Regions from separate parts of the Zea mays genome. Here region 1 is linked to region 2. A link is a contact called in public Hi-C data. All regions are on one chromosome and are shown on one strand. The core of a region is the stretch at or near the end of the contact, and the rest is flanking DNA. Distances in the headings are between cores, read along the strand shown. Region 1 overlaps LOC100193936. Region 2 holds the start of LOC111274022.

What was found. A called contact is a pair of places that touch in the nucleus more often than the background predicts.
Region 1: a Hi-C map of leaf mesophyll shows a contact between it and region 2, with 5 times the contacts expected there. The contact joins the enhancer-like site here to the promoter of LOC111274022 in region 2. A contact is called at or near these places in 6 of 25 Hi-C or Micro-C datasets (bundle sheath, ear, leaf and 2 more).

The regions. Positions count from the first base shown.
Region 1 is chr7:7,433,946-7,436,645 of Zm-B73-REFERENCE-NAM-5.0, reverse strand. It overlaps LOC100193936, which reads left to right. Exons shown (of 32, transcript NM_001359352.1): 30 at 498-572; 31 at 681-764; 32 at 863-1,407. The coding sequence ends at 904. Among protein-coding and RNA genes, the nearest start is that of LOC100193936, 23 kb to the left of the region's middle. Within about 2 kb of position 1,280, at least 3 of the 20 cell types and tissues checked have an H3K27ac peak or open chromatin away from gene starts, as enhancers often do. A contact at or near this core is called in leaf mesophyll, where this site is marked.
Region 2 is chr7:7,199,551-7,202,250 of Zm-B73-REFERENCE-NAM-5.0, reverse strand. LOC111274022 reads right to left here and starts at 1,378. Exons shown (of 1, transcript NM_001357227.1): 1 at 103-1,378. The coding sequence starts at 1,178. The coding sequence ends at 171.

The DNA of each region.
Region 1 (2,700 bases), core at 31-2,530, 230 kb before region 2:
GGCAGGCGGGCGGGCGGCAACCTCCCCTCCTCCCTCTAGCGGCGACTCACTTCCTCCCTGTCCTCTGTGGCGGCTGAGGAGAGGGAGGATGCTGGCTGGGAAGATTAGGTTAAGAAGTGGGCTGGGCCAGGAAACAGCAGACCGGTGGCCCATATGTCTTTAATCTCTTTTATTTTTTTTCTTCTCTTTTTTCTTCTCTACTAAACCAGTAAATCAATTAGTTATGTATTCATTGTTTCCTAATCTTCTACTACTATGTATTAGTTATGTTAGATTTTAAGTGTATTATGTTGGTTTATGTTGAAGTTGTCATCCTATTTGGTGCTACTATCCCTACTTATTTAAGATTATATTCCTATATTTATATATTAGTAAGGCCTTGCCTTGCTTCACGCCTTACTGCTTAAAAGGTAAAAAAGGGTTAGCTGCCTTACCTCGCCTTACCGTCTTAACAACTCTGTTCCCTAGTAAGTAACCAAACTTTGCTATTTGGACAGTGGAAGTTTGCATACATTTCACTTGGTCGTCCAGACTATTTTGAAGATTCAGATACTGTAGCTTTAAAATTTCAGGTACGATCAAGCTTTTATTTTATATCTATTCGCTGAAGTATTTATTGTCTATATCTTTATCTTGCCAGCGTCTTAACTTTATTTCTCTTGACATCTGACCTTTTTAAGAGAAACATGTATGGAGCTTGGGAGCAGTATCTTGGACTGGAACATCCAGACACAGCTCCTAGGAAGGCACACACAATTAATCAGGTACAGCTAACGCATTGTTTCCGTTGCTTTGCGTTTCTACTGATTTCACAAATCCTTTTTTTGTGATCTGTAATGTGTATTATGTGCTCATTGTGCAGAACCGGCATTCATTTGAGAGACCTGTAAAAATTTATAACTAGGCATGATAGAAATTTGAGCAATGAGCTGCCAAGCAAGGGCTAAAATTGCTGTCCTGAAATAAAGCGTGCCGGGGCATGTTGCTCAGGTTTTTCGTGGAGCTGGTGAGCTAGTTCATGAGACTCCAAGTATGATCGGGGCGGCTTCTCATCTTTCCCTGCTTTTCCCCGGATACATATAAAGTTGTGCAGAGATGACCCCACCGAACAATTGTCTTTAGTAGATAAGCCAGTACTTCCCGTTAGATGACTTTATACAGTCGAATAGCCGGCATTTTAGTCGATCTTTCCGTTCTCCAGTTGCTGTTGGTGCTAGGAGGCCTTGAGCTGTTGAGGGTACTTGCCCTGCTGTATATTATGACGTAGAGTGTACAAGTCTTTGTTGTTGACAATTACACGGTGTTTTGTAATTTCAGTGATACACTTCCAGGTCCTTCAGTACGTACTTGCCTGGATGGTGTCAATTTGGCATTCTATGTTAGATATTGATCCATCTGTTCTAAATTAAAATTATAAGGCAGTTTGACTTTTTTAAGATATACTGCCTCCGATTTTCTATTAGTTGTCGTTTAGAATAGTGACACGGTCTCCATATTATAACGTGTCTCCATATTATAACTTTCATGTTTTTTGTTACAATATAAATAAATTCTTACTTCATTAATACTTTTATAAAAGTAGATAAATCTGTGCATAGGTTTCAAAACTAAATAATAAAATAGTTATATATTGTCAAAATTTTATAAGTTTGAGTCATCTAAAACTATAACTAATGGACACCAAAGGTAGTACTGCTTTTATTGTGTAGTGTATATCTAAGTGCATAAAAAAATCTTTGAATCCAGAAAAGGTAAAATATTTTATAATCTAGACCGGAAGGAGTAATAGTTATTAAATAACAGTACAATTGATTTCAATTTGATCGGGATCGATTTTTCTGGAATACGTATGCATACGCAGGAAAATATGTATCATTATATTACAAAGAGAAGAGTTGGGCACAAGCTTGTACAACCCATGCCATACACACTTAAAACATCAGGGTTTAAAACTCCCAGGCAATGAGTCAGCTGCATCAAAAATCTATCTACGATTGAATCCGTGAAAAATCTGTCCACGATGGCATTTGTGAGCTCTACATAAACTTGCCCCCTATCGTACCTGTCGGTGCAATTCTAAACCTGTTTTAAAACCGTCATTAGCTAACATCTGCCCGTGATCGAACCTGTCAACCATCATTAGCTAAGTCTTCTCACGTTGAGCAACAATAAAACATTTCATGAATCATTAGTTAAGTTACTTATTCAAAATATATAATATTGTATCTCAATCATTTTTACGTAAAAATAAAAACGAACCAAACTTCGAGTCGAGTGTGGGTCACCTGTGGGTAGAAATAAAAACTCGCATCCATACCCGCAAAACTTAAGGTTGGGTGTGGGCCGAGGGTCAAAATCTTCACTCGTATCTACACTCATCGGGTTAGGTACCAAAACATTGGTTGCGGCGGTTCCATAAGGCCCAAGCACCAAGCAAAACAAGTGAGTTAATCTCTTTTGGTTTAGGGTTCATGTGATCGGTAAAATTAACTTTATTTATGAGTTTGCAGATAAACATGTTTATATATGTTATCGTTAGTCGTCCCACATCTTTGATTATCATCTTCTACACATATTGTATACAAGCATAAGATGTGTTTGGTAGGTATTTATGTTGAAGCATGAAATGTAAAATAGAATAGTAGAAATGTGGAATTTTTATATTGCATTGATCTGATCATGAAAAATAAGATAAGTATT
Region 2 (2,700 bases), core at 129-2,628:
ATCCACGGATAATCAAACCAATCGTAATCAAGAAAAGAAAAGACACCAACAGGAAAGAAGAAAAGCAAAGCCATTCAATTATTCATGATCCAAGCGTGGCAACAAACCATGATGGCCCCTCCGGCACCGGCACCGGCACCGGCAGCCTGGTCATCATCAGGTCACCCGTCCTACTCCGTGTCCATGTGGTCCACGACGAACCGGCGCACGATGCGGACGAGCTCGTCGGCGCGCTCCGACCAGGGGTCCACCACGAAGAAGCCGTGGTCGGCGCCGGCGACCTCCACGTACTCCACCTCCTTGCCCCACTCCTCCTTCATCCGCCGCGCGTACTGCGCGTTCCGGTCCCTCAGCACGTCGCGCCCGCCGGCCACCACCAGCACGGGGGCCATCTCCACGGCCTCCAGCCCGGGCGCCCGCGGCCCCGCCGGGCTGAGCACCGAGTCGTCCCTGCTGGCGCCCTCGGGCAGCGCCAGCCGCGCGTACCTGTCGCACATCTCGGTGGTGAGGAACGCGTCGCGCGGGCACTCCAGCTGCTCCGCGCGCGTGCGGGCGTCGCCGGCCATGGCCGGCGCCAGGAGGAGCGCGCCGCGGATCCGGACGCCGGGTCCCAGGCCGGCCCTGCCGAGCCCGACCGCGACGTGGTGGGCGATGTTGCCGCCCGCCGAGTCGCCCGCCACGAAGACGCGCGCGAAGTCGGCCGCGTCGGCGAGCCAGGGGTCGCCGCCGCCGGCGGCGGCGGAGCGCAGCCAGGACATGGCCCTGGCGCCGTCCTCCTGGGCGGCCGGGAGCCGGTGCTCGGGCGCCAGGCGGTAGTCGAAGGAGAGCACCACGGCGGGGAGCTCGGAGCACAGGCGGAGGCACCAGGCGTGGAAGTTGGGCCACCGCCCGGACCCGATGCAGAAGCCGCCGCCGTGGAAGTAGGCCACCACGGGGATCCGCGCGTCGTTGGCCGCGCCCAGGTGCCGCGGCCGGTACAGGCGCGCGTTCAGGCCGTGCGCCGGGTCCCACGTCACGTCCTTCCACTCCACGCCGCACTCGTCTTCCGAGACGTCCACCGCCGAGAACAGCGCCGGAGGCTCCGCGCTGCGCCGCACCGTGCCGTCGCTCATCAGCTGCAGCACGCCGCGGCAGTCCTCCACCACGTGCGGCTCCGTCTGCGGCGCCGACGACGACATAGCTGGCTTTCTGGGACAGGCAACAGCAGTCTGGTCTGATGGTGATGGGTTCTACAAAAAGACGCACATCTCAAACGTGCCCTCAAACGTTGAGCCCAATAATTGATTGTATTATTTGGCCTCGGCCCTCGGTAGCTCCACGCTTAGAGCATCTTAGCCTAAGCTCCTATAACTTTTTTTGAGAGAGAATAAGAAAAAACCACATCTAAGAGTTCGTCTGTTGTCCCAATCCTCCGGTGCCCACAAAACCACCAGCATCCTCGCGCAAATATGCTCAGCTCCTGAAGCTCCAAACGATGTACTTTTTCTCAGGTGCATAAAGTTCAACATAAACATACAATGTAAAAAACTTAATGGGCCGTTTGGATCCCTTCATTTTAAAGGAATTGGAATTCACTCAATAAAGTAACTTATTTAGTTTGGAATTTAGCATTCCATCACTTTCCAAAGTTCAGATATAAGCCTATCTCAAATTCATAGGGTGGAGGATAGGAAATGATTTTATGCATGATTAGAATTTGTTTCTAATCTATAACTTACATGACACTCTTTGTTCTACTCCTCTATAGTTAAAATGTAGCACATAAATATTTAGGACATCTTGCTAATAATAGTATACAAATATATTTTATATAAAAGTGAATTAGCTTAATTGATATATGACTAAATTACTATTATTAGAATGGAATTCAATTCCAGTGATCCAAACGGGGCGTAAGAGAATTCTACAAAGTTTAGAGTATACAAGATTTGGTGCAGCAAATGACGCACCGGGCACTGTCCGGTCCCAGGCCGAGCACCTCGCGAACTGGCCGCTCTCGGGTTTTCTCGGCGCTCATCCGCTAAAATTCATCGGACTGTCCGATGACCCACCAGACTGTCTGGTGAGACAACGGAGCAACGGTCAACTTCGCCAACGGTCGACTGCAGAAAGGTATGACCGTCAGAAGTCAGAAGCCAGTCTGCAAAGTCAGAACACACCAGATTGTCCGGTACCGCAAGAAGACAGAAGACTTCAACGGTCAACAGATCCAAACTCCAACGGTCGGTGGACGTGGCACTCACCGGACAGTGAACAGTGCAGTGTCCGGTGCACCACCGGACTATCCGGTGTGCCCAACGAAAGCAACGACTGGAATAGTGATTGGGGCTATAAATACCCCCAACCACCACCATTCAAGCCATCCAAGCTTCTCACTCTTCTCATTCAATACAAGAGCAAAGAATACACTCCAAAGACACAATCAAAGCATTCAATCCTCTCCAAATTATAAAATCAAGTCAAGTGATCAAAAGAGTTTAGTGACTTGAGAGAGGGAGACTTGTGTTTCTTTTGTTGCTTGGTTGCTTACTTCTTCTCACTCTAATCTTTCTAAGTGCTTTGTAACGCTAGCAAGAGACATCTAATTGTGTGGTGATCCTTGCGGGGTCTTAGTGACCCGTGTGATTAAGGAGAAGCACTCGACCGGTCTAAGTGACCGATTGAGAGAGGGAAAGGGTTGTAATAGACCTGGCCTTTGTA